Linked DNA regions of Mus musculus: all the other regions are linked to region 1. A link is a contact called in public Hi-C, Micro-C and promoter capture Hi-C data. All regions are on one chromosome and are shown on one strand. Each heading gives the region's core, a stretch centred on a gene start, on an enhancer-like site or on the middle of the called end of the contact. The rest is flanking DNA. Distances are from core to core; before and after follow the strand shown.

What was found. Promoter capture Hi-C pulls out the DNA fragments that hold promoters and counts their contacts. Hi-C and Micro-C count contacts between places; a contact is called where the count stands out from the background.
Region 2: a contact with region 1 is called in a Micro-C map of embryonic stem cells, with 5 times the contacts expected there. The contact joins the promoter of Wwp2 here to the promoter of Tango6 in region 1. A contact is called at or near these places in 5 of 39 promoter capture datasets (the 3T3-L1 cell line, hippocampal neurons, liver and 1 more), 5 of 484 Hi-C or Micro-C datasets (CD4 T cells, CD8 T cells, cerebellum and 2 more) and 1 of 115 datasets of contacts at active chromatin or transcription factors (astrocytes).
Region 3: a Hi-C map of the G1E-ER4 cell line shows a contact between it and region 1, with 5 times the contacts expected there. The contact joins the promoter of Psmd7 here to the promoter of Tango6 in region 1. A contact is called at or near these places in 2 of 39 promoter capture datasets (the C10 cell line and pre-B cells), 4 of 484 Hi-C or Micro-C datasets (the G1E-ER4 cell line, the HL-1 cell line, cardiomyocytes and 1 more), 1 of 115 datasets of contacts at active chromatin or transcription factors (cardiomyocytes) and 1 of 9 other capture datasets (liver).
Region 4: a contact with region 1 is called in a Micro-C map of embryonic stem cells, with 5 times the contacts expected there. The contact joins the promoter of Nfat5 here to the promoter of Tango6 in region 1. A contact is called at or near these places in 3 of 39 promoter capture datasets (cranial neural crest, hippocampal neurons and pre-B cells), 2 of 484 Hi-C or Micro-C datasets (embryonic stem cells and neutrophils) and 7 of 115 datasets of contacts at active chromatin or transcription factors (astrocytes, bone marrow-derived macrophages, cardiomyocytes and 4 more).
Region 5: a promoter capture Hi-C map of hippocampal neurons shows a contact between it and region 1, with 3 times the contacts expected there. The contact joins the promoter of Nqo1 here to the promoter of Tango6 in region 1. A contact is called at or near these places in 3 of 39 promoter capture datasets (the HPC-7 cell line, cranial neural crest and hippocampal neurons), 1 of 15 datasets of contacts at CTCF or cohesin (embryonic stem cells) and 1 of 9 other capture datasets (embryonic stem cells).

Annotation. Positions count from the first base shown.
Region 1 is chr8:106,680,300-106,685,809 of GRCm38.p6, reverse strand. It overlaps Tango6 (transport and golgi organization 6), which reads right to left and starts at 2,742. Exons shown (of 18, transcript NM_173037.1): 1 at 2,555-2,742. The coding sequence starts at 2,657.
Region 2 is chr8:107,432,411-107,438,012 of GRCm38.p6, reverse strand. Wwp2 (WW domain containing E3 ubiquitin protein ligase 2) reads right to left here and starts at 1,643. Exons shown (of 24, transcript NM_025830.4): 1 at 1,572-1,643.
Region 3 is chr8:107,584,830-107,590,665 of GRCm38.p6, reverse strand. Psmd7 (proteasome (prosome, macropain) 26S subunit, non-ATPase, 7) reads left to right here and starts at 2,184. Exons shown (of 7, transcript NM_010817.2): 1 at 2,184-2,387; 2 at 3,950-4,041; 3 at 4,869-4,961; 4 at 5,706-5,803. The coding sequence starts at 2,314.
Region 4 is chr8:107,289,397-107,295,048 of GRCm38.p6, reverse strand. It overlaps Nfat5 (nuclear factor of activated T cells 5), which reads right to left and starts at 1,579. Exons shown (of 15, transcript NM_018823.2): 1 at 1,151-1,579. The coding sequence starts at 1,223.
Region 5 is chr8:107,400,758-107,406,142 of GRCm38.p6, reverse strand. It overlaps Nqo1 (NAD(P)H dehydrogenase, quinone 1), which reads left to right and starts at 2,938. Exons shown (of 6, transcript NM_008706.5): 1 at 2,938-3,077. The coding sequence starts at 3,071.

The DNA of each region.
Region 1 (5,510 bases), core at 1,493-3,992:
ACACACTGCAGGAGTAAACTAAACCTGATACAGCATATGCAAGCACAGACCTGGTGTTTGATCCCCAACACCAAAACAAAAGAACGAAACAGCCAGCTTGGTGGTGCACACCTGTAACCCCGTTACGCAGGAGACTGACACCTGTAACCGAGTTACTCAGGAGACTGAGGCAGTTATTGCCATTAGTTTGAGTCCAGCCTGCACTACACAGAGAGTTCCAGGGCAGCCTGGGCTATAACATGAAACGTTCTCTTTAAAAAGTCATACCAAAAAAAAAAAAGAAAAATGAAAAGAAAAAAGACAGAAAAGAACAAAAAAGCCACATCCAGATCCATGCAGTACACAATAGTCTACATACACAACATAGAATAATTTAGGGGGCTGGAGAGATGGCTCAGCAGCAGAGAGCACTTAGCGCCCTCTCACAGAACCAGAATCTAGTTCCCAGCGCCCACATAAAAGGGTTCACAACCTCATATAACTCCATTTCCAAAGGATTTAGTGCCCTCTTCTGGTCTCCATGGGCACCCACACGCATACACATAAATAAATATAGCATAAACCTTCTTTAAAAACGAAGAATTTTAGCATACTATTTTTTTTCCCCTTCCAAACAAGAGTGTTTGGAAACAGTGGTGTGGATGTAGTTCAGCTGGTAGACTAATTGCCCAGCAGGCAAGATGCCCTCGGTTTGATGCCCCAGTACTACATAAACCAGTGTGACACTGCAGGCCTGTAATCCCAGCATTCAGGTGACTGAGGTAAAAGAATCAGAAATTTAAGTTCATTATATGGTACAGAAATTCAAGATTACCCTTCATTATGTGGGGTACATGAGACCCTATCTCAAAACTGGGGGAAAAAACAAATCAAAACTAAACCAACCCAATAGCTACGACTGCCAAATGCTGAACAAGGGATCTCTCCATTAGTAAGTTAAAAGACAGAAGGTACAAGCTCAGTTCCCAGTACCCATGTCAGATGCCTCAACTGCCCATAACTCCAGCTCCAGGGAGATCTGACACTTCTGGTTTCTCTGGATAACTTCACTCACACATACATACCCACACATACATATTATTAAAAAAATAAAATAATCTTTTTTTCTTTTTCCTTTTAATGTGGAAGCCGGAAGGATGGTTCATTGGGCAAGACCACTTTCTGCACTGGGGTTTGGGTCTTAGCACCCATGTGATACAACTGCCTGTAACTCCAGTTCCAGATAAACTGACACCCTCTTTTGGCCTCTGTGGGCTACTGCATGCACACAGCATACATACACTCACAGAAATAGGCATTCAAACATAAATAAATAAAATACGTATCCTGCCGTTGACTCTTAATTGGGGCAAGAGAGTATATTTTGCAAGCTTTTAGTGAAGGAACTGAGGTTTGTCACGAACTTGATTTACTTTGGGCAATTTCCAATGTACATGTATGTTCCTCTGCAAAAATTAATGCCTATTAATACTTAGGAGACTGCTGTGAGGACTAAATGATCTACAAGTAAATGGACTATAGGGACTGGCGCTTAGTAGGCAATCATCTACTACTAATTGCTTTTCACGTCCCACTAAGTACTCTGTAATGTTTGCAGCTGTAGTTTGGGGGTCGACATTTAAGACCGAGAGTGTTCACCTTGTAATCACACACGTTGCCTTTACCTTGATAATTCTACACGCACCCAGACATGCTGTGCTTATAATTAGGATCCTATTTTCTTACACCCTTCTACGTTTCCAGATGCCATCAGAAGTTCTATTCTGAATAATCTGCCTTAGTCTGACAAGGAGATCAGGCAGAACTGAGTTCTAGGTCCATGGACATCCCTCTAATATAACCACCTGATTTGAGGTGTGAGTTCCAGGACAAACCTTAACTATACAGTGATACCCTGTCTAAAGAAAGAAAGGGGCAGGAGGTGTGAATGGTCATGCTTGCCTTTAATCCCAGCACTGGGGAGGCAGAGGCAGTTCAAACCACCACAAATTGGGACTCAACAGTGAGAATGCAAGGTCTCACTATTCCCAAGGTCTCTTCAAATACTAAACTGGGAAGTTAACTCAACAAGTGATTAAAGGTGACTGTGCACCTCTGATACCAAAACAGAAACCCTTAAAAATCTTCCTCAAATTCAGCCAAAAAACGTCCCTGCTGGGCATCTCTGGTCACTTGGCATTTTGTACAAATCTCAAGCGTGCACACCAGGCTCGGAGCCCTCAAGCGGTTGGGACATCACATTACACCTGTGTGAAGGCGTCTCCAGTCCCTGTGTCAGGGCTGTGCTGGAGCAAACAGTGGACCGAAGCCGCTGCTCAGCGAGGCGCCCAACGGACCTCGGCCGGCATCAGCGGTCAGCGGACTGCAGGCCCTTTCCTGGAGCTTCAGTTTAAGTTTTAAGTGAGACTGCACAGAGCCCAAGCGCTCCCGGGAGTGGGGATGGAGATGCCGGGAGGGCCTGCGGGAAACATGCGGTAGCAGCCAGGGCGAGCCTGGGTGACCCGCGACCCCGCGAGCCTCAGGTCCAGCCCCGCGCCGAGACTCGTCCTCTCACCTCCCGGGCTCAGCAGCAACTTCAGCGCTTCCAGAACCTGCTCCAGACCACATGTCACCAGAACGCCACTCGGCGCAGCCGCCGCCGGTCCGGAGGCCGCCATGATTGGAGTGGAGCGACCTGCGACGTGCTCAAACACCCAAGTGGGCCAGCGCGGCCGCCATTTTGAATGTGGCGGAGGCGTGTCCTCTGCTGGAGGGCGGGGCCCAAGACCTGGGGCGGGGCCTACTCTGTCTGGAACGCCCCTTCTCCGGGAAAAAAAAAAAAAACAAGATACAGTTTCTTGTGTTCTCCCAGAGCGCCCCAGTTCAATTCCCAGCATCCCTATCAGACACCAGCCTGCAAACTCAGGTCCAGCAACTCATGCGCATACACACGCATGCACAAGCATAACTTACAAAATATTTTTTAAAAGAAAATATAGGGGGCTGGTGAGATGGCTCAGTGGGTAAGAGCACCCGACTACTCTTCAAAAGGTCCAGAGTTCAAATCCCAGCAACCACATGGTGGCTCACAACCATCCGTAACGAGATCTGACGCCCTCTTCTGGTGTGTCTGAAAACAGCTACAGTGTACTTACATATAATAAATAAATAAAATCTTTAAAAAAAAAAAAAAAAGAAAGAAAATATAATTGAAAAGGTAAAATAAAAGACCAATGTGGTGACATGTATCTTTAAGTCTAGTACTTAGAACCAAAGGTCAGCCTGGTCTACATACATAGTAAGCTCAAGGCCAACCAGGAACTCTGAGAGACCCTGACTCAAAAACAAAAAGAAAAAAAACACAAGTAGTCTTGCATGGTGGCCCATGCTTCTAAATCTCAGCTATAGAGAATCACGTGTTCAAAACCAGTGAAGGCAGCTTAGTGAGACCGTCTAAAAGCTATGAAGGATTGGAAATGTTATCCAGTAATAACACTCTAGCACACAACCATGAGTTTGGTCCTCAGTACTTCAACCCAGGGGGTGGGGGAGGGAACAGAAATAGTTTCTCGTAAAAATAATACACATTTTAGTATGTAAATTTTCAAGTACTGAAAGAAACACAATAAATAAAGTTCACAGATGTACATAGACCCTGAAAGAGAAGCTCACACCAATGACACCAGCGTTCAGGGAAGCTGACGTGGCAAGACAAGTTCATAACTTTCTCCCCAAAAGTAACAGTAACAAAAAATATTCAACTTTGTATTACTGATTCCTTTTTCTGACATTTAAAAGTAAATACACACTGGGATAGAGAGATGGATCCGTGGTGTTGTTCTTGTAGAGGACCCAGGTTTAATTCCCATCGCCTACAAGGTGGCTCACAGCCATGTATAACTCCAATTCTAGGGGATCCAATGCCCTCTTCTGGCTTCCAAGATGACCAGCCACTCATGTGGGGCACAGACACACGTACAGGCAAAATACTCATAACTGTAAAATAAATAATTCTTTAATCTAAAGATAAATACGCACACACACATATCCTGTATCTGTGAATGTGTTAGCTACAGACAGCCCCATTGGAATATCTTGGTTTTGTTGGGTGATGGTGAAAGACCCTCGAGGGGAGACCCTCACTCAGACCACTCAAGTCCCGGGACAGCCGCGTACCCAAGAAGACACTGAGACCATACATAAAATGTAGAAGGCAAGATTTAATAAAGCAGCGACATGAAAGCACACAGACCAGAGCTCTGGGGTCGAAATAAAGCAGCAACATGAAAGCACAGAGCTCTGGGGTCGAAACTCATACACCTAGTGGCACCTAGTGGTGTAGAGGAGAATCGACGGTCAGCCAAAATTTTTCACAGGCTTATATAGTAAAACTCAAAGGGGGAGAACTGGGCAGGGAAAGTACAAGTTTACATCACTAGGGAGTTCTGCCAAAGGAATCTACGTAACTAAGGAGTCATGTCCTATCAAGGAACCTACGTAACTAAGGAGTACCTGGTTCATTTTGAGGTTGTTCCAGGAGGCCTTTATCTCAAAAATGTTCTTGGAACAGTTTTTAGTTGGGAGGGTTCGAACTTTAGGGTGAGGAGTTTTGGGGTGAAAAGTTTAGGAGTGTTCCGAGAACAACCTCTAGATGGGAGGGGGTGGGCTCCGAGGTAAAAAGTTCATGTTCTCACAAGAGGCCAGTAATTTTTTATTCTTCATTCCCCACTTCTTCTTGTTAGTAATTCTAATCTTAGAATTTCAGAAGTCTATATCTCTATGTGGAGAATACTGCATTTACTCTATCTTTAACATGGGAACAAAAACAGAATAAGGCAGATTAGTAAACAGAACTAGGCAGGGACCCTTCTAGTGAGGCTTGAGGGTCTCAGCATGACGCAGGTGTATGTAGATCAGATCTCTGGCTGGAACTGGTAAGATGTCCTTGGGGTACCCAGCTCGTTCACTGTAGCCAGTTGTGACCAGACTTCTTTCTGCACCATCTGTAAGCCTTTTAACTTAACATATAGATCATTATTATAACAACATAGGTTTAAACACATCATTTAAGACAGTGATGGGCACAGGAGCCCCATAAAGGATCTCAAAAAGAGTAAAACAAAACTGAATCAAGAGGGAGTATTCTCAGTTTTAAATAGGGCAAGGGGAAGGGGCACCAAGTAAGTCTGTGCCAGTCTCTAGGATTAATTTTGTCAAGGTCTCTTTAGAGTTTTATTTATTCTTTTTTATCTTTCCTGAGCTCTGAGGTCTGTACACACAATGGAATTTTCATTTGACCTCTAAATACTTGGCCACACCCTGACTTACCTGGGCAACAAAGGCAGGACCATTATCTGACACTATTGCTTTTGGCACTCCGAACCTTGGAAAATTTTCTTTAACAATCTTCTTGATGACTATCTGATCAGTCTCGTTTTTTTTACAAGGAAAAGCTTTTATCCATCTTGAGAACGTTTACAAAAACTAGAAGGTATTCATACACATATTTTTTCCAGTAAAGTCTATTTTTC
Region 2 (5,602 bases), core at 394-2,893, 750 kb before region 1:
TAAGATCACTGCCCTTGAATGATTTACAGTCCTAGCAGGAAGACAGTAAACAAGGAAGAAAAACAAAATGAGGATGTCAGGCAGGCTGAGACTAAAGAGATGCAGGCGAAAGCACTCACTGCTCTTCCACGGGACCAAAGGTCAGTTCCCAGCATGCAAATCCAGAGGCTCACAACCACCTGTATCTCTAGCTCCAAAGGACCCAATGCTCTGTCTGTCCTTGGTGGGCACATACACACAGGAACATACACACAAATAAAAATACATCTTTTATTTTAAGTCAATTCTCTTAGCTTGTTATCTATAAAGTGTGAATGACTTCTCGAGACTGCTACAAAAATTAACTTTTAAATGCTTATAATATACCCCCCAAGTCTTCAACTCCTAATATATTAATGCAAAGTGCTTTTTCCCCCCTAGCGACCTGTGATTCTGGCTCCTGTCAATGTCCCATTTGAACCCTGACCTTCGTTGCATTCATAAACTTTGCTTCACTTCTGCAAACCTTAGCAAAAGTGAAGGGAAAAGAGGGTGGCCTGTTTGTTTATTTAGGCTGGCTTGGAACTTGGAGCCATCTTCAGGCCTAGGCCTAGAGGATGAAGAATCTTAAGATGGGTATTTTTAACCTCAAAAACTACGATCTAGGTCACAGTTCTAAGGAACACAAGAGAAACTTCTCAGTCACCCCACCTAGTCACAGCTGGTCAAGATAAGCAGTCACATGGTAAAGGAAGCTGCATAATTTAAGCTTGAGAGGTCTCAAATCGGTATGGGCAGACTTTCAACTGTCCATGACTTCAGCAGTCAATGCGTTGCTGAGGTAACGCCGGCCCAGGTCGCCAACAACAGTGTAGGTTAAAAGTCTTGTTATGATCACAGCAAAGCACCTACACGTCTTTTTTTTTTTTTTTTTTTTTTTTTTTTTGGTGGCCTCCAAGATGACCCGATCCGGGAGCATCTCAAAGAAAGACGATCTGATGGGCAAGGTTCCCAACAAGTGGAAACCCTACCCAAACAGGGCAAAGTGGGTGTGACCAGAGTCAGACGATCAAGACTCAGGGATCCCTCCTGAAGTTTAAAGAACTGAACAGAACCGGTATCAAAGTCCCGGATCGCCATCCTTTTTAAAGAGGACGGAAGGAAAAAAGACTCTTGGAATGGGGTCCAGGCCGCATCGTCCAGATTTTTTTCTCCCTGTCCCTACAAGCCAGACGCCCACTCCCAGGCAGCCCCTTCCAGGGAGCAAATGAGTCTTCCCCGGCTGAGGTCGGGCCCCCTTCCCAGACAGACACGGCTCCTCCGCACCGCAGGCACCCGGGGCTGGGGGTCTCCTTCCGGAAGCGCCACCAGCGGGCGACTCCCGCCGGGCCCCGCGCCCACCCCGCCCGGGCGCGAGCCGGGACATCCCTCCTCGGAGGCCGGAACCGCGCGCCAGGCCCCTCCCACAGGAAGCCGCCGCCCCCCGGCGCCCGCCCCGCGCCGCCCCCGGCCCCTCGCGCCGCCCGCCGCCCCCTGGCTGCCCCGCGCCGCCCGCTCGCTGCCGAGCCCCCCAGTGCCCCCGCGCCACCTACCTGCCGCGGCCACACCAGCGGCGCCTAACTCCGCTCCACTTCCGCCTTCCAGCGCCCGCACTCGGGCCGGGTCACGTGGGCGTGCGCGGTCACCTGACCCGGAAGAGGCTGGCCGGGGCGCGCAGGTGCGGACCACCTAGGACCCGGGCGGCGAGCGTTTGACCCGCTCAGGGCCGGGATTGCAAGGATCACCCGGGCTGTGCCCGAGCAAACGTATAAAATAAGGGCTCACCGGGCCCCGGGGTCTTTATGTATGCCTTTGGAAGCAAGTACAGTTGTTTTCCCGCCATGGTACAGGTGGGAGAAGACCATCCGATCAGTTAAGTCAAGTCTTGAAGGAGTTGCTGGATAAAAAACAGTACGCTCCCCCCCTCCAAACTTGAGTGTCAGATAAACCGTGTAACTCTAAGCATGTCCCCAAATTTGCAAAGGATGTTTTGGTACCACAGATGTATACTGATCAAACTTGAGCATCCCATGTAATGTCGTTAGCTTGTGCCAACTCTGTAAGGCCTTGTTCTCAGTTCTAGAAGTATAAATGCCCTGGCCTTTGTAAGGCATCTGTTGTTCCAAGAAGCAAAACTGGAAAGAGGGACGGGAGTGGAGCATGGGACATGACACACGACAACCTGACACCCTTTCAAAACTTCCGGAGTCCCTACGTGTCTTCCCCATGGGGAACCAACTCCCATCCCCCCCCCCCCGCTCCCCTCCCCTACGGAGTAAACTGAACATTATGAATTAACAAACAGGGAATCTATGTAAGTAACCCTGGCTGACCTGGAACCCAGCGCTGTCCTTGGCCACCTGATTCCTGGCATTGTAGACATACCTCACCGTAGCCTGGACAACAGAAACTTTCTGGGTTTTGCAAGATTGACAGTTGAACGTGACTAGTCCAGGGCGTCCCAACTGACCTATGTTCCCAGCCATTTTGCTTCCTTTCTGGTTTTTATTTGGAACAGGGTCTTATTTTAAATGCTCCAACTGGCCAAGAACTTTTAATTCCATTGCCTTAGCTTCTGAGTAGTTAGGATTACCAGTTTATACCATTGGGGTGGAGGGTTAGGGGTGAGAGAGGAGACAGGTGGGGCAAGATTTTATGTAACCTAGGCTGGCATCCACCACCGAGTTAATTGTTCTGATTACCTGGATTTTTGTTGGGTTTTTGTTAACTGAAATATTACATTTTCATTTGTATTTTATTACATAGATGTTTCTCTTGAAGTGTATCTGTGTACCACCTGTGTGTCCGGTGTCTTTGCTGTGGGGTATCTACCAAGAGAAAGTCTTTATTAGCCACCCTGTGACTACACTGGGTGTTCAGGATCCCTGTGTAGTATCAAGCCTTTCTCGGGGCGAGGTTTTAAGCGCAAAATTCGCGTCCTGGGTCGACATGCTCCAGTTAGCAGAAACAGCAACAGAACTACAGAAGCCAAAAGGCGAGATGAATGCATCTAGAGACTTTCCCAGAACTGGGGACTTTGGTGGATTATGTCTCTGTTTTCTTTCTTTCTCTCTTTCTTTCTTTAAGATTTTATTTATTTATTATTATAAGTACACTGTAGCTGTCTTCAGACACACCAGAAGAGGGCGCCAGATTCCATTATGGGTGGTTGTGAGCCACCATGTGGTTGCTAGAATTTGAACTCAGGACCTTCGGAAGAACAGTCAGTGCTCTTACCCGCTGAGCCATCTCACCTGCCCCCCCCCCCCCCCCCCCGTCTCTGTTTTCATGTTGGCAGGTGGTGCTGTCTGTGTGCTGAGTTTTATGGCCACAGTGGTACTTCCATCATGGAGTCAGTTCGTAGTGAATGAGTCAAGTCATGGACTCACCCTACTCTGAAGAGGTGTAATTGGCCAGACAGTGGTGTATACCTTCAGTCCTAGCACTCAGGAGGCAGAAGCAAGGGAATTTATGTGAATTGAAGGCCACCACTGGTCTACAGAGCAAGTTCCAGGACAGCCAGGGCTACATAGAAAAGCTCTGTTTCAAAAAAAGAAAGAAAGAAAGAAAGAAGTGTAGTTGGTCCTAAGGACCATTAATTTTACTGGACAGATACACTGATAGGTAACCGGCCACATAATTTAAGATGCACGGCCCTATCATTCCGCCAATCAGAATGAGAATTAAAGATCCATCCAGTGCTGATAACAGACTAGTTAGCCAGGGGACCAAGAAGATAGAGACAGGTACTATTTGATTTATGTCTTCATCTGTTTTTCTTTTTGAAGTTTTCCTCTACATGACAAGACTTTTTTCCTAATTACTCTTGATCAATTACCATTAAAAAAACGACAGGTCTTCCCCCAAGCCATACATAGATAGTTTCCTTTATCTCCTAAGAAGTATGTCCAATTCTCTCCAATTTTATATGAGCATTCCTTCAAGGGAATCCAACTGTTGTTTTAATTCAGACATGGAAAATTTTAATACCTCTAGATCCTGATCAACCTGTCTACTCAGCTTGGAAAACATCAGAAAAGGCACATTTAGTCAAACCGTTAGTACATGGCCACCAGGTAGGCGCAGAGCCCCAATAATATTGCTGTTGTCCAGATGAGTTAGCCCACAAGGCAGAATAGCAGACATCAGAATAAGGGCAAGTGCCTTGATGAAAGGCTTAGGATATTAGACAAGTTCCTGTCCCTTGTACGCCCTTTAACACTACTCTGAGCTTTCCCCATCCCACTTTCATCAGTCAGTGGGCTGACAGTCTGATTTCTGGCTGGGGATGATGGCCTCTATCCCAGGGTCCCTTCCTGTGGCATAGAGTCAGATTCCCCAGGCCTTCCCTGTTTTTCAAAGGTCGGAATCTTTCTTAAGGGATTTTTCAGGAAGCCTCAGTCCCACAACTCTTAATTTTTGCAGTGGGAGGCTTGAGAGATGGCTCAGCGGTTAGGTTAAGAGCACTGGCTGCTCTTCCAGAGGTCCTGAGTTCAATTCCCAGCAACCACATGGTGGCTCACAACCATCTGTAATGGGATCTGATGCCCTCTTCTGGTGTGCATGAAAACAGCTACAGTATGATCATATAAATAAAACAAATAAATCTTTAAAAAAAAAACAACAACTTTTTTTTCTTTTTTTGCAATGGAAACTCCCTTATTCCTGGCAACTAGAGGGCCTGGCCACAGGGCATGTATAGAATTGTAAACTCTGTATTCCTATCTCAAAAGAGAAATTCCCACATCTTTCCTCTCCTCAGCACAACCAGACTTTTTTTTTTTAACATTTATTTATTATTATATCTAAGTACACTGTAGCTGTCTTCAAACACACCAGAAGAGGGCATTAGATCTCATTACGGATGGTTGTAAGCCACCATGTGGTTTCTGGGATTTGAACTCAGGACCTTCAGAAGAGCAGTCAGTGCTCTTAACCACTGAGCCATCTCTCCAGCCCACAACCAGACTTTTAAAGTGGTCATCACTAAGTAAACAAAATGGATGGTATAAGGCTTGCTGGTCTGTAGCCACTTTAGCTATCACCTCTCCTGTATCTGCCTTTTTCAGTTCCCAGAACCAGGCATGAAGACAGTGGGGGTTGGACCATGACCATATCTATATGCACAATGAAGTTTTCTATCTATGTCTGATTATTAATTAGAAGGTTTTCGGCTATGAAAGCCAGGCCATAGTTAGGGGAGGCTATAGCCAGGGACCAGCTCCTGGAGGGGCTTTTACCTGCTATTTGAGCAATTTCAGTCTGGGTGGGGGATGCTTCTATCCATCTGAAAAGGTATCTATAAAAACGAGCAAGGACTTGTATCCTCCCCTGGCAGGCCCATCACAGGGAAGTCAATTTTCCCAGAGTTTGCCAGGGTGTTGGTCTCTCATTCAGACCCCTTTCTGAATAAGGGATCTCTGTTTAGGGTTTATAGAGCACAAGTCTGGCATCTAGCTGAGACATCTTGTGCCAGGCTGTCTGAGCCATTCAGAAAGTTTTGTGAGGCTACCCCAGATGAGTGGCCTGGTGAAGGTCAGTTACCAGCGTCCTGCCAGTTGTTTCTGTGAGAATGATCCTTCCC
Region 3 (5,836 bases), core at 935-3,434, 910 kb before region 1:
CTTCAGACACACCAGAAGAGGGCATCAGTTCCCATTACAGATGGTTGTGAGCCACCATGAGGTTGCTGAGAACTGAACTCAAGACCTCTGGAAGAACTGTCAGTGCTCTTAGCCACTGAGCCATCTCTCCAGCCCCAACAAAATCTTTAAAATGAGACAAAGAATGAACCTGAGTGAATTTTAATGTACTTTGTCTCCAATAAACAAACTGAGGTCTATCTCCCATTGTTTTCCATTGTAGCCTTCGCTCTTCTTGTTCCTAGTTAACACCAAAATATACTTTCTTCTCCTTAACCCTTAAGTTTAAATGTATAAAACTGGTACGGATGGCTTTCTTCTAGCTCTGGTTATATAATTAGTAACATATAGACAGGGAGAAACTGATGAACTGGCCTGACTCCATTTAGGCTTAAAAACCATCTTATAATAAAGACAAACTAGGCTCATTTCTGTTTATGATTTGTAACCTTAATTACAAGTGGCTCTGCACTTCCTGTTCCAGAAAACTGTGCCTTTGTTTCCAACCATCTTGCAACCCTAACTTTGTTTCAAAAGGTTGTATGACTGCCTTGGTTCTCACTACCTTGTTAGGTCGTTGTTATGACTGCCTTGTTAAGACCACCTTGCAATCATGTCTATGTTTCAGAGGGTCTTTGCGACTGATGTCTTATGTTCATGTTCTGCTCCTGTAACCCTGCCTATTTTGAGCACCAAATCCCCTATTTGAAAATTCCCTACCTCTGAGCTATAAAAACCTTGTCTTTCTCATGCCCAATGCTGATTTCTTGAACCATCCCCTGCACCAGCACCACCACACACACACACACACACACACACACACACACACACACACACACACCCGTTTTTAGGAAGAGACAGCCCATGTACACAAATAAAAAAATGCTTGTTTTAAAGCTATGATATGCTTACAGACGGGAGACTGGCATGGCTGTCCTCTAAGAGGCCCTACCAGCAGTTGACTTAGACAGACAGATACTTACACCCAAGCATTGAATTGAAATTGGGGACCCCTATAAAAACTAAATTAAATTGAATAAATAAAAATGCTTGCTTTAATTAATTAATTTTAATTAATTTAGCCATGGTGTTTTGGGTTGGTGGCCTTTCTCCCCAAATCTTTGGGATTAACAAAACCTGAATGTTGTTGCACTCATTATGTCACAGTGAGCATTAAGGAAAATTCCCAGAAATAAAAACTATAGATAAAGTATCCAGTCATACACCCAAAGTGTGCCCTTGGTGTTAGAGACCGAGAGCATCTCTAAACCACGTGTGGTCGCATATGCTGTCACCCTTGTACTTAGGAGGAGGTAGAGACAGGGGACCACCCTGGACTATACAACAATTTCCATGCTAGTCAATGTCATAGAAGGCCCAACTTCAAAAGCAATGAAATAAAACATTAAAAATAAATAAATAAAAACCAGGTGTGATGGCATATGACTTTAACTCCAGCACTCAGGGAACAGAGGCAGGTAGAGGCCAGTCAGGTCTACAACGTGAGTTCCAGGACAGCCAGGGCTGTTACATAAAGAAACACCGTCTCAAAAAAAAAAAAAAAAAAAAAAAAAGAAGCAAAACAAAACAAAAACCAAAACCCAAAAACAAACAAACAAACAAATGAAACTCCTCTGGGAAATTTTGAAACAGTGCTGACTTAAAGTGTTAAGTGAAAGTTAAGGGCTGGTGAGATGGCTCAGTGGGTAGGAGCACCTGACTGCTCTTCCGAAGGTCCAGAGTTCGGATCCCAGCAACCACATGGTGGCTCACAACCATCCGTAGCGAGATCTGACTCCCTCTTCTGGTGTGTCTGAAGACAGCTACAGTGTACTTACATATAATAGATAAGTAAATCTTTGAAAAAAAAAAAAGAAAGTTAAATATATGTCGTTAATTATTTGATTAGTAGAAGTACACGCTGTTACTACTTATGTTTATCTGCCTTTTTCTACAACCTTCCAAGGAGGAGAAATGGTGAGCTGGCAAACAACTGAGGAAAAACAAAAACGAAAACAAAAACAAAAACAAAAACCTAGGGAAAGGCTCAATGCCAAGCTTCGTCAATAGCCTAAGTCCCACAGAAGGCAAGGCGGTTCTTTCCCTTTCTCAAGATGGCGCCCCTGGCGACAGGGCGGGCACGAGCGCAAAGCGCTCTGGGAGCGGAAGTCGACTGTGCAGCGGCGGTCAAACCGGAAGGGGAGGTGCTGGGGCCTGGAGGAGCGGCCTGTGTCGCTGCGGTTGCTGGTGTTTGCGGGTTGCAGGGAGCCGGGCCGGTGGTCGGGCTGTGTCGCGATGCCGGAGCTGGCGGTGCAGAAGGTGGTGGTTCACCCCCTGGTGCTGCTCAGTGTGGTGGATCATTTCAACCGGTGAGCGGGTGGCGCGTGGCGGCCACACGGCGCAGGGCTGCTGAGTCACGGGCGCGCCGGGCACAAACGCGGCGGCCGGGGACACGGGTTGGGACAAGCGACCCCAGCGGCTCCACACCGCGGTGCTCGGTACCCATTGACAGCCTCGCACCCCCACCGAGGCCGCCACTCCTGAGTCTGGCCCGCCTGGCGAGGCCCCGGAGCCGGAACGATGCTACCCGCCGAGGCCGCGCCTTTTCCCAGAACGGCTGGGCGCCGTTTAAGACCGAGCTTCAGTCTCGTGTGCCCGTGCCTGTAAAAGCTGTCACTGAAACCCCGGTCTCGGAGTCCCCGATGAACGATTTTCTGGATGAGGCAGGGATCATAGCCAAGTTTCGATTTGGGATTCTGGTCGAATGGTACCTTTAAAATGGGAATGAATAAGGTGTCGGCTTGTTCCTCTAAAAACGAGGCAGGTGCAGATTGGGGCCAGCCTACAGTTCCCTTGGGTAGCTCACTGCCACCCTTGCCTGCTCCAGCCGTTCATCCGGCCAGACCTGTTGCACGTGTTCGGAAGTTTTACAAGATAATTAGTGTGAGGAGTTAACAAATATGAAGGTCCAGTAGGGAGTCTACTTGCAGTCAAGTCGGCGCTAGTGCCTGGTCTGAAGCAGGCTTTGTGCAGCTAACTCAACCAGAGCCAAAAAAAAAAAAAAAAAAAAAAAACCTCAAGACGGAGCCTTTTGAGTCTGAATTCAGTTGTATTGTTCGGAATGCCTGGGATACTAGGGGCCCTGATGGGGTGAACACTGTTTAAGCTTTATTTTAACAATTGGTAAGAATGGGGGGGGGGGGTGCAGACACTGTTGGTAGTTGTATCAAGGAACAGATGGAGGGGCTTTAAAGACTCGTGGATGAAGTTTCCTTTGGCATGTGGAAACTCGTTGTTTGAAGTAGTTTTAGTGGGTTAGAGAGGTGTAATGTTACTTTCACTGTGGCTTGTGTGTTTCCTTAGCATAGAATTAAGTTGTTTCCAAATATGCAGTTTGTTAGTGGCTAAAGAAAACAATTCTTGCTGGGCGTGATGGCGCATGCCTTTAATCCCAGCACCCCGGAGGCAGAGGCAGGCGGATTTCTGAGTTCGAGGCCAGCCTGGTCTACAAAGTGAGTTCCAGGACAGCCAAGACTACACAGAGAAACCCTGTCTCGGAAAAAAAAAAAAACAAAAACAAAACAAACAAACAAAAAAAAACAAAACTGGTACTTCTCTTAGATCTTCATCCCTGGAGAGATTTCAGTGTAGCGAGGAGGGGAAAGAGTTTAAAGGATAAAGCTGAGAAAAAGAAAAACAAGCATGACTTTTTCTCCAAGGGAGTATCTGGAATCTTTAGAAAGTATCCTTCCAATGCGGGTTGGGGTGTTTCCTTATCTTTCCTACGGGAACTAACCTGTTACATTTGTTTATGGACCTTAGGTCCGACATAAACTAAATTGTATCTTTGTTGTTGATACTTGCTACTCAGTCGCAAGTAATAGCTTTTTCGATGAGTGTCTGTGACTGACCACCTGTTTTTCTCACTCAGAATTGGCAAGGTTGGAAACCAGAAGCGGGTAGTTGGTGTGCTTTTGGGATCATGGCAAAAGAAAGTACTTGATGTATCCAACAGTTTTGCAGGTAAAGGATAAGCTTTTGATTTTGCTGAGCATGGTTAGAATGTCTGTTTACTCACAAAAAAGGGGAAAAAAAGTGAGCAGGGTAGTGGTGGCGCGCTCCTTTAATCCCAGCACTTGGGAGGCAGAGGCAGGCGGATTTCTGAGTTCGTGGGCAGCCTGGTCTACAAAGTGAGTTGTAGGACAGCCAGGGCTACACAGAGAAACCCTGTCTCGAAACACCTCCCCCCCCCCCCCAAAAAAAAGAACTTTTTTACTACAGTCTGAAGCTCCTATTTCAGAATTGCTGATACGTAGGAAAGGGAGACCGATGGCTCCACACTAGTCTCTGTTGTAGCTTCTCAGCTCAGCTGTTGGAGTGCAAGGGCTGCTACAGACTGTGTCACGGTAGCCTGGCTGCATTTCAGAACAAGCCATCGGGTAGCTTGTCAGCTCCAGCACTAAACATTTGAACCCTGGCTTTGGTGGAGCAAGGAGAGAGATGGGGACTGTTTCCCTTACACTCGGTAATGAATCGGTGCCAGAACATTGCGTTTAGGCTCCGTGTGTTATTTATTGCCAGCAGGATCTGTGATCTTTAAAGAGACCATGCAGGAATTGGGCCTTTAGCAGGTCAGAGAGTGTGTCCTTTTTAAGGGGTACCTCCTTGGGGTACCTCAGTCTTTAGCATTTTAAGAGAAGCTGGGAGTGGGGAGGTTTTGAATGAAGGCGAAGCAGTACTGCCCTGGACAGTTCACATAGTGAGGCAGGTGCTGCTGAGGTTCCACGGTGGCTGAACTTGTAGCTCTAGGCAAAGTCTTTCATTTTCTCTTTTTCCCTTTCTCTCTTTAGTACCTTTTGATGAAGATGACAAAGATGATTCTGTCTGGTTTTTAGACCATGATTATTTGGAAAACATGTATGGGATGTTCAAGAAGGTCAATGGTAAGTCTGAGTTTCTAAGTGTGTGTGTGTGTGTGTGTGTGTGTGTGTGTGTGTGTATGTGTATGTGTGTGTGTGTCTGTGTCTGTGTGTGTGTGTGTATGTGTGTGTGTCTGTGTGTGTGTGTCTGTGTGTGTGTGTGTGTGTCTGTGTGTGTGTGTGTGTGTGTGTCTGTGTGTGTGTGTGTGTAAACCTGGTCTTTTTGTATATTGTCAAGGGTTGATTCACTTAGCTGGACCAAGTGAAAATAGACTAGTGGTAATAAAAAACTGAGGTAGAATAAATAAACCACAGTCGGAGTCTAAGGCTGTGTAGACCACCCAAGCTGGAGGCTGGGCTGGCCCTCACGGCTGCCTGCCCTAGCGCCTTAGTTGTAGTAAAGTGTGTTGATGTTATTTCAGTGGAGCTATCAAGTCTCTGGATCCACTCACCCACCCCACACCACACAGCTGCTCTCTGGGGGGAACTTGAATTTATTCATTCTTGCTCTGGAACTGATGTGTCACATCACGTGTGACTGGCCCCTAAGCAAGTCTGGGAGACAGATGCCTCTGGGCTGCACAGTGCTTACCCTCTAAGAATTCTGTTTTGGAGTTTTAAGTTTCACAAATGTGTCAGGGTTTATTTTTGTGTCTAATTCTCAAAGAGGTGGAAAGCCTAAGTAAGTGCTGGTGTTCTTATTGTTTGCGAGTCGGCTGCACAAATCTTGATGAAATAGTTAAAACTTACTAAGGTTTTGCTTCCCAGCCAGAGAAAGGATAGTTGGGTGGTACCACACAGGCCCCAAACTGCACAAGAATGATATCGCCATCAATGAACTCATGAAGAGATACTGCCCCAACTCAGTAAGTAACTGTTGTCACAGCACTGTGATGCCC
Region 4 (5,652 bases), core at 330-2,829, 610 kb before region 1:
TTTTCTGGTGGGTTTGTAAAACCAAAAAAATAGGAGAAATGCTGGATTTCTTGGGAAAAGGGTTCACCATGGTTTATTTGTAAAAAAAAATATAAAAGAACTGTCTTTAGCCTCCTTCCACTGGTATAAGAAATGAGTACAGATGGGGGCATTTTTGATTTGATACCCCTTGCAAGGGGAACCTGTTCTGACACATTCTTGTGGTGTCCAGTGTAGGAATTTAACCCCAGCAGAGATCACCTCAAGTATTAATGTTTTAGATGCTGGGAATCCCCTGCAGGCCTTAGCCAAAGTAGTTTTAAATGGGATTTTCTGTTCATTGCCTCCTCTCTGCACGAAGCCCTTGAACAGCAACAGAAGAGAATTTTTCTCAAAGGGCAGGACTGTGCCCGAGCCTGGTACTCCAGGGAGAGGAATACAAGTACTCCAAGGAGGGCATCCCTATCTTTGTAAAAGAGAAGTAATTAGAATGTCACGGAGGTGGAAAGAGAGAAAGAAGATTGGGGCCTTTTCCAGGCAAGAAGATGACGAGGAAAGGAAGAACGCCTGGCCGAGGGGGGCCGTCCCGACATGGGGAGGGAGTGGACTAGGCCGGGGAAGGGGGGGGAGTAGGACGACCGCGCACAAACAAGACCAGAGGGAGAAAAAAAAAAAAATGGTGACCCTGAGCTCCGAAGCCCCTCGGGGCCACGCAGCCCGGCGTGGGGCAACTTTGCCAAAGAGGAGAGTCCGGGGGACACGAGCCGCGGCGCCCCGATTCCACCCCCCCTCCCCGGTGTCCCCAGCAGCGGGACCAGTGGGGTGATTCCCGAGCCGGGGGAGGACTGGGCCGGCAGTCCGCCGAGTGTGGTGGAGTCCGGACCCGCCGACCGGCAGGTTGCGAACCTCCGGGACCGCAGAGGACTCTGGGGGGCGCGCGGACCCTAAGCCCCCCGCCGCGCCGCCGCGCCGCGCCGCGCTGGGGAGGGGGGCGCCGCTCGGCAGCTCCGGGATCACCCCTGGCCCTCCGCGGCCAGCCCAGGACTCTCGTGAGGGGCAAGCCCGCCCGAGCCCGGCCCCGACGGGGGACCCCCCCACCCCAGCCCGGGACTCCGCGCGCTCGCGCTCCCCGCCCCCACGCCCCACCCCCCCACCCCCCCATCTGACTCACCTCGCGAGTACAGGGACTTGGGCGATTCCAGGTCTAGGTCCGCGCTGAGCAATGAGATGAAGTCCGAGGGCATCGCAGCTCGACCCAGCCCGGCCCGAGGGCAGCGGGAGGGGGGGAGCGGCGGTGGCGGCGGCACCTCCTCTCCGGGATCCGCGGGCACCGAACCGGGGGCGGTGAGGCGAGGGCGGCAGCCGCTGCCTCCTCCTCCTCCTCGAGGGCAGTCACTTCCCACCCGGCCGAGCGATGAGAAGGGCGGCGGAGTGGAGGGAACAGCTCTGCGGAGTGGAGAACTGACTCCCGGTGAGTCCAGAGACCAGAAGCTTCGGACCGGGGAAAGGGGAAGAGGGAGAGCCAAACGGGTCCGTTTCGGGCTTCTCCTCAGCGCACACTGACGGCCGCCGCCACCGCCGGCGCCGCTGACAGGAATCTGAGCCCCGCCCCCTCGTGGGGCACTGCGCACGCGCGGAGGGGGGGAGGTCCGGGAGCCCGGAAGAGCCTGGCGGCCGGCGGAGGGCGGACAGGCGCGCCACGGAACAGCATCAACAAGGGCTTCGCTTCCTGCCGTCGCTGCTGCGGCCGCTGCTGATCCCGGGCTGGGAAAGGGCCCCGCCAGCCAGCAGGGAGGGTGGAGGGAGGCGGCCTGGCTTCTGGGGCCCTGAGAAGGGAAAAGATTTTTTTTTTTTTTTTTTTTTTTTGCCTCGACCTGGTGGCGGCGAGCCTGAGGCGGCCGGCCCTGCTCCGTGGTGTACTTAGGAGGACACAGACCCTGGGGGACCTGGATGTCAGCCAGGAGGGGAAAAGCCCTCCAGGGACTTGCAGCGATCGAGGCCCGCTCGCTGGAGCTCAGCACTGGGGAATGGAGTTCCACAGCTTGGACAGCAACCGGGCCCTTCGGGGTTTTTCATAGCAGTGTCTGCAGTGAGCTGGTCAAGGGGCTATCAGACTCACTTTTTAATTAAGAAAGGGCAAGCCATACTCACCACCACCACCACCATCACGAGTTACCAAGTTTTGTTTGTGGATTTTGTTGTTGTTGTTCCTGTTCGTGGATTTTTTTGTTGTTGATGATTTCTGTTGGCCCACTCTGGCCTGGAGCTCACTATGTAGATCAGGCTGGCCTCAAACTCACAGAGCTGTGCTTGCCCCTGCCGGTCAGAAGTCACCATGCTCGGCTATTGATTCTTTTTAATGAAAATATTTTCCCCCCACGTTACCCACCACACCAAATTTACGGCGACTGCATTTATTTATTTATTTAGACAGGTGATTTTGTTATGTAGGTCTAGCTGGCCTGCAATTCGCTGTGTAGATTTAGACTGGCCTCAATTTTAGGGCAGTTCTCCTGACTCAGCTTTTCGAATGCTGGGATTACAGAAGAGTACCACCATGCCTGGCTTTGATTTTTGTTGTTGTTGTTGTTTAAGTTTATGTATAATGATGTCTCTGATAGTGAATGGTCGAATTTACTCCGGAGTGGAAAATAAAAGACAATTTAAAAATGGGATCATGTGAGTCCACATGGCTTGTGTGTAATGCACACGCGTGCGTGGGGTAGGGGGAGAGAAGTAAGCAAACATACTCTTCCACACGGGTTTTCATTTTTTTCACTGTGCTAAGGGAGAATGGAGGGAAAACATGTAAATGAGATTTTTTTGGCTGCTCTGTTCTCGGGGGCTAAAAGTTTCCGTTGCAAAAACACATCCTCACCTCCACCACAGACTGTTTCCTGACTCTTAATAGACTTTTGGGAAATTTTTAATCGAGTTATTAAAATATCAATTTGAGCACAGGGTGCGCATCTTGGAAAATAATTTTTAATTCTGTGTGGGATTTTGATGCCAACAGCCACGTGGGCAGTGTTTTTCAGGTGTTAAAGATGCCTTGATGTATGTTACTGTGTCTACAAAGCTGGTCACAAATCCTAAAACCCTGCGGATGTACCCATATAAATCCCTAACAAAGTTTTGCCTCTGTGATTTTGGGCACTTTATTGTGACTTGGAATGCTGGAGTTGGGGAAGAGTCTCTGAGCAAGGGAGGCCCCAGTGCAGGCAGCTCTGGGGTGGGCCCTTTAGCAAGCTTAACCTACAGACCTAGAATTTACATTTGTGTTATCAGAAACCACCTATCCTTTCATCTGAACATCTGATACAGGCTGCCTGATTATCTTCACTGAATTCTTAGTGATAATTAATGAACCCTGTGAGCATTTTCATCAGTCACAAGGAAGGTTTTTTGAGCCACCCCAACACATAGCAGAGCAAAACAGGAAACTACCCTCAAAATTCTATGGCCACTGTACTCTGTTGTAACACGTCCCAAGGGAAGTCCCTTCATAGCTGCTAAGAGACCCGCTCATTTGATAAGAGAAGATTCAAACCTCCTATTGCCTAACACGCTAAGGCCAATTGAAATCCTATAGCTTTGAGTTGGAGTAAAACATTGGTTGGTGACCTAGCCCTTCCATTAGTCACTACATAATACATGAAGAGGAAATTACAATGGACCAGGCTGAGCCTCAGTACTGAGAAAGCGAGGTGAATCACTAAGCATAGTCCTTTCTCCAAACCTATGAGATTGAAACACACTTAGGGTATAGGAAATCCCCTTTCTGACCCTAGTTAACAAGTCAAGAAGGGCCAAGGCCTCTTCCCCTTTCAGCTCTTCTCTGCCCTTTACTCAAAGTTTTTCCATTATGCTTTCTGTTGATCAGATTTTCTCTGCTTAGAGAATAGCGAAGTGAAGAGGGATCCTCCAAAGTGTGACTAAGTGTGACTTGTCTTTGACAGTTAATTCTCTAGACTGGCACTCTGCAGGCTCAGGACCTACCACCCCAACAGGCGCTGCACTGAATACTGTGTGTGTGTGTAATATTTTTGAGACAGACTCTCTCTGTAGCCTAGGTTGGCCTACCTTTTCAGTATGTACATCAGGTTGTCCTCAAACACCCAGTGGTCCTCCTGTCTCAGCCTCCAGGTGCTGAAATTATATCCATGAGCCACATGCAGAGCAAACATTTGCTATAACTAAATGGATGAAAATTCAAAGCCCCTCCTTCAATGGATACATTCTTCAAAAAACTGTTTCAATTGAATCTTTAAGATGTATGCCTTATTGTATGCATATGTGCCTACTTGTGGGCAGATGCGCCCTGGTGCACTTTTTGAGTCAGAGGAAAACTTTGTGAGATGAGTTCTCTCCTTCCACCTTTACATTGGGTTTCAAGGATCGTTGAGCATCTCCCCAGCCCTGATTTAGAAGGAGAATTTTTGTTTCCATGCTTTGCAGCAATGTAGAAACCTAGATTTACACCAAACACGTTGGCCCATAACACAAACTCTGAAAGCAGGAGAATCGATGTGAACTGCAGGTTACAGTTTGAGACCTTGTCTCAAACAGCAACAAAAGCAAGCAAACAAAGGGGGGGAAAAGGTTTTCATTTTATTCTTTTCAGTATCAGTGACTTAACTCAAATAAGTCAAGATCGGTGATACATGCCTGCAATCTTGCCACAGAGGAACGCTGAGCGAGAATATTGACAAGTTTTCAAGTGAGTTCAAGGCCAGCTTGAACTATGTAGAGAGATTCTGTCTCAAAAACAAAACAACAAAAGACTACTGTAGCTCAGAAAAGTGTTTGCCTGGCATGGGCAAAGCCCTGGTTTCAATTGGCAACTCTGCAAACACATGTGCTTACAACCTCAGTAGAGGCAAGAACAGAGGTTCAAGATCACCCTTGTTTATATATAGGCCCAGGGGGATCCTAACCTAGGATACAGGAGCCCCTGTCTCAAGTAAGTAAGTAAATAGTGACCCGAATGCAGGGTGTGGGCCTGTAACCCCAACACTCAGGAGGTAAAAGCAGGAGAATCAGAGTTACATGGGATTCTGAATCAAGAAGAAGAGGAGGAGGAGGAGGAACAAGAGGAGGAGAAGGAGGAACAAGAGGAAGAAGGAGGAAGAGGAGAAAGAGAAGAAGGAGGAGGAGGGGGGTGGCAGCGGCGACAAAAACCCAGGTAGATATGGAGGTACCTGCTGTCACCCCAGTGCTTGGGAGACAAGCAGAAGTTCAAGACCACACTGAGCTACATGAAACTGTGCTTCCACACAGCAAAAGCAAAAGCAGCTGCGAGCGAAGGTGTGTATCTTTGACCCCGACACTTGAGAGGCAAAGCAAAGCAAGCAGATCTCTGTGAGTTCTGGGCCAGCCAAGACTACATATTGAGACCTTGTCTCAAAAAAAAATTTTTTTTTGATCATTATATACTTTGTAAATTAAACATGACTTCTGATCCTCATAGTATTTCCCTGGGTGTTCACTGATGTCTCAAATTCCATTCCCCTTTACCTGTAATTCATATAATGATATATTTTAGACACAACTCACTGTCAGTACTTCTTCATAAAACAGCCAAGACAAGCAAGAACGACAAAAATGAAATCATTTAAACATTTAAAATGTGGAAATTACTTCTTGTAAAAAACAAAATCACAATAGGTTCAT
Region 5 (5,385 bases), core at 1,689-4,188, 720 kb before region 1:
TAGTCTTGCAGCTCTGACTGGCAACGAGGTACTTGTTATTTATACAGGTTTCACAGAACAAAGACAGTCTAATGATTATGCAAGAAGTACAGATTGTGTGTCTGACTTTTCGTTACAAGTTCAGACACAATTAGAAAATACAAATGCACAGATTTTATTTTTATTGTTAGCTCTATAACTGCAATGTCAAGAATCTTAAAGACTGTCTCCTCCAAAGCAAACACATTATATGGCAGCCTGCTTTTAGGGTGGCAGTGTTTGCAGTCTGAAAGCACTTCAGACAAACAGAAGATATCTGAACTGGTCTTTCTATGAATAGCAAACATTAATACCTAACTTATTACATGTTTCCTCATCTGTGCTATACAGTAGAGAACGTGTAGTCAATCTCCCTTATTTTCCGAGTGCTATTCCTCCAGGGGTATGCCCTGTATGACTCGCTATCTTACATTTTCAGTAATCTCTAAGCATATTGTAAAAGAAGGCCTTGAATCTGTCCCCTTTTCTCCTGGCCAGTCAGAGTTTGTCGGTTGTCTCTGTTTACCCTGCACTAATCAGACTGTTTGAGTTTATTCAGGGGTAGACACCCCAAGAAGATTCCTGGAGTAATGGCTTCATCTAGTTACGTGTTTATCTGAGCTTAATGATCTCCAGGCCATGAGGGAGACATCCAAACAGTGGCCAGATAAAGCTCATTTTAGGCTTTTCCTAAAAAGACTCAGACATACTTTTCCTTGGAAAAAGACTTAAAAATGACTCATAATGCAGAAAGCTCCCAAAACAAAACACACAGAGACCAAAACCTAAAAGCGAGAGACAGACAGAAGGACAGCGATTGCCGCATTCGTTCGGCTCAGCTTGGCTGGAACTGTGTCAAACAGGCGAGCTGACTCTGTGACTCTTCTGTTTCCAGTGACTATGGCAGTGTCACTTCTGCCAATCCAAGAGCTGAGAGTGTCATCAGATAGCATCTTGGACCATAAACCCCACCCCCCCATCTCGATGTACCCACCTCTCCAGTGTACCCACCTCTCCAGGGTTCCCACCAACGTACTTTAAAGTCGCCTTAACTTATTACTTTGTTCTGTAAATTGTAAAAATCTTGTGAGGCTGCACCCACATTGGAACATAAAATTTGGGGTACCCTATATTGGTGTTCCCAGGCCGTGGCCACTCAAAATGGCTCCGGAATAAACTGTGGTTTTTATGTTGGTATTTCTTTACAGCTGAGAGATGACCCTCAGGCACAAACTGTAAGGAAACACCAGAAAACCCAATGTTGAACATTGTAGTGTGGTGTGTTTGGTATTTGTCTGATGCTGAGACAGAAGCAGCCTGTGGAAACTACTTTAGCACGTTGTTTGAGAGGAGAGTCTGACATCGCAGACGAAGCTGCCTGGTCACACAGCATCCAGTGAGAAAGCAGATAGCCTTTCCTGATGAAGCTATATCCCCAGCTCCTATTTTTGATTTTTGAAATGAGGTCTCACGTATCTTCAACTGTAGTAGTTAAGCAAGGCCAAGCCTTCAAGGGTCAAGGGTCCCTGTGTTAAGAAACCTTCAGGGTATCCTTTTATTTCCAGATAAAGCTTTGTGGTGCAAACTGGGCATGTGCAGGAATGTACCCTCCCCAAAGTACCTCCCCCATAGGAACAAGAATCTGCCTCCCTAATAAGTTCTCACCTTTTCTTTGTTTGGGAAGTGCGTTGCTTTAAAAATTGTCCTTGGTCTCTTTGCCTGCTGCAGCTGATATTTCTTTCTTCCCTCTTATAGCCCATTGTGTTACTTCGGCTTTGCCCTAACCGGAATGAGACTCCACTGAGATCCATCACAAGGGCTGTCACTAGCCTGTCACCACAGGAGACTGCACGTGTGTCTTTCCCTCACTGTCAGAATTTATCAGATAACAGGAAAGTTGAGCTCTTTTAATGATGGCAATCTGTTATAATGTCTACCCTACTTTGGGAGCTTGACCAAGGCACACACATACATGTAGGGTCTTTATTCCAACCCTTTTTCTTTCTTTCTCTGTTTTTGAGACAGGGTCTCACCTATGTAGCCCTGGCTGTTGTTCTAGCACTAGCTATGTGGACCAGTCTGGCCTTAAACTCAGAGATCTGCCTGCTTCTGGCACCCAAGTGATGGGATTAAAAGCATGTACTAGTCGTGGTGGCGCACTCCTTTAATCCCAGCACTTGGGAGGCAGAGGCAGGTGGATTTCTGAGTTCGAGGCCAGCCTGGTCTACAGAGTGAGTTCCAGGACAGCCAGGGCTACACAGAGAAACACTTCCCTGTGGCTGCTGTCTCCTGCCAGCTTTGCTCTGGCTTCCTAGAGAGTCGCACAGATGAGTTCCCCGTTACCTGGTCACCGGGGGCAAAGTTGAGGAGACCCAAGTGTGTATACCCAGGGAGCAGTTTTTGCAGTTTCTAAGAGCAGAACGCAGCACGAATTCATTTCACACGAGGACAAGTCTCTCTGAACTTTCAGTCTAGAGTCACAGTGAGTCGGCAAAATTTGAGCCCATCCGTTTTGCTGCCCCACCCTTCCCCTAGCGTGCAAAGGTGACTTCCCACGGCTGAGTGAGGACTAATCTACACAGGCTGATTATGTAGGCAGGTCCCACGAAGCTCGAAAAATTCTGTTGGAAATTTCCATTTTGTACCCAGGAGGTCTTGGGACAGGGAGCAGATGAATTTATTCAATATGTCCCCATATCCTCAAATTCTCTCTCACTCCCTTGCTCCCGGGGAACCCTTTTGACTTCCATATACAGGAGTCCTAGTCCAGCCCCAAACTGCTTCTCCCTGCCAAAAACTTGGTATCTTCCCAAGATGCCTCTGGGTTCTGGAGTCCAGCCCCGCCCTCGCTGGCTGCTCTGCACAGTGGGCTGGGCGGGCATAAGCAGGATATAAAGCCTTCGCTCAGCCCATACCCCAAGGCTCAGCTCTTACTAGCCTAGCCTGTAGCCAGCCCTAAGGATCTCTCCGAAGAGCTTTAGGGTCGTCTTGGCAACCAGCTGCTCAGCCAATCAGCGTTCGGTATTACGATCCTCCCTCAACATCTGGAGCCATGGCGGGTGAGTGTGGCGCCAACTCCAGTCTGATTTACTCTGAGGAGGATGTAGGGGCTGGCTGTGAGTTTTGTTCCTTGCCTCAAAGAGGAAAAGTGAGGTGGTTAGGAACCTGGATGAGCCTCGGTTAGTCTCTGGAAGGAGAACTTCTTCTCAGAACCAGCGATGCAGATTATTCTGCAGCCCAAGTTCACCCGTGGGCAACTCTAGCATTGCCCCTTCTACACCGTTCCTTAACAGAGCTGCCACTCCCTGTACCGCGTTTGGACTATTTAGAAAAAGGGTAACATGTGTCCTAGGTTGGCCTTAAAGCTGCTGTATAGTGAAGGATAGCCTTGAACTTGGGGTCTTATTGCCTCCACTGCCTAAGTGCCAGGATTCTAAGTGCATATCACCACGCCTGATTTCTACGGCTCTGGGAATTGAATTGAAACCAGGACTTCCTGCATACTAGACAAACTCTCTACCACCTGAGCTCTGTGCACATCCCCAACCTAGGCCAGATAGTATTTAACCATTTGGAAATACGTTGCTAACATTTAGAAATGCAAGCAGGCAATTTACAGGGACCACTGCTGGGCTTGGTGGCACCCTGGAGGCAAAGGCAGGCAAATTTCTTTTAAGTTCCAAGGTAGCCTGGTCTATAGATCCAGTTTCGGGACAGTCAGAGCTACATAATGAAGAGAGACTGTCTCAAACAAACTAACAAACCAAACCGCAGATTTTTAAAAGGGGTATCACCACTTTGTGAAACAAAACGGGAAGATGTGGAGATGGGTACAGGGAGCGTAGCTGAGAAGGAGTGTAACAGAATCGGAGCCTAATTCCAGTCTACCTGGCTCTGGAAAGTTTCTACTGTGACCCTGGAGCAGGAAATCCGATTTGTTAATTGGTCCATTTTTGTGACAGTCTCCTCACTTTGCCATCAGCCCAGGGGAAGGCAGGGGAGAGTCCTTGGCAGTTACCACCACATTATTGTCTAGTGTTTGACTGGCATCTACTGCGTTCTTGGCCAAGTAGCCTCCAGGGCTAAGTACTTCCCAACAGGGCCTGGCTCTGAGTTCTGGGCAGCAATTAGGTTTAGGTGTTTCCTCTGTTGGGGCGGGACTTAACTTTTTGGAGTTCCTTTCCCTTTAAAACTATTTCAGACTCTGCAAATGCACTCAGGATCTCGCCTTGCTAAAAGCACAGAGGGAGGGAAGGATGCTTCTGCCGTTGTACAGGGTCATCCCAGTGTTCTCTAAGCTCTGCGATGAGTTGCTGGGAGAGCCAGCGAGGGAGGGTTTTCAACAGCTGGTAAGGCTGTGTCTGCTTCGGTCTCCATTTATGCATGAGGGATAAATGTTCCAAGCCCCCTCCACTGCAGCCGCAGACAGCACAGAGCACAAGCATTATCATATTTATCTTACACTCCCACACTTGTGTTCGGTTCAGTTCAGTGTTTGTTTATTCATCCATCCGTTCATCCACTCATTCATTATGGCCAGACTAGCTTCAAACTCGATTTGGTCTAGGCTGACCTTGAACACCTGAACCTCCTGCCTCTGCGCCCCAGTGCAGGTGTGTGTCCAGGCCAGGCTAAATTTAATTTACAAATTAGAGTAGAAGATTGACAAAATAAAAAGTAAAACAGAAAAATGACGCCCATAGGCTGTAATACTGGCAACCTAGTCTGCTCTCTGTTGCTGCGAGGAAACGCCGACCAAAAGCAAGCGGAGAAGGAAAGGGTGGGTTTCAGCTGACAGTTCCGGGTCCTAGTTCGTCACCAAGGGAAATGGAGGCAGGAGCCTGGAGGTGGGAACTGAAGCAGGAGAACTCTGCTTACTGACTTGCTCTCTGTGACCTTTTCAACCTGTTCTCTCACACAACCCAGTGAGTGGCACCTGCCCAAGGGTGACACCAATCACAGGGAGCTGACCCTCCCCAAATCAATCACTAATCAAGAAAATGCCACCCACTACAGGCCACTGTCTGATGGAGGCCACTATGGGCCAGTCTGATGGAGGCCACTGTCTGATGGAGGCCACTATGGGCCAGTCTGATGGAGGTCTCCCCTGACATTCCCTGCAGAGGGCTGGGAAGCACTGAAGCTTTCAGGTGGGGGTGGGGGAGGGAGGCTGAAAGCAAGACTGGGCTGGATACTGGAGTGAGGTTTGTTTCCAGGGGACGGTCCAGATAACTTCAGCTACCCAAATTTAGAGTCAGGGTTGCCAAGAATGTTATTGGATAAAGGGACCTGCTACCAGGCAGGCTTGATGAGCTGGGTTCCCTCCTTAGGACCCACATGGAAAGAGAGAACCAACTCCAACTCCTG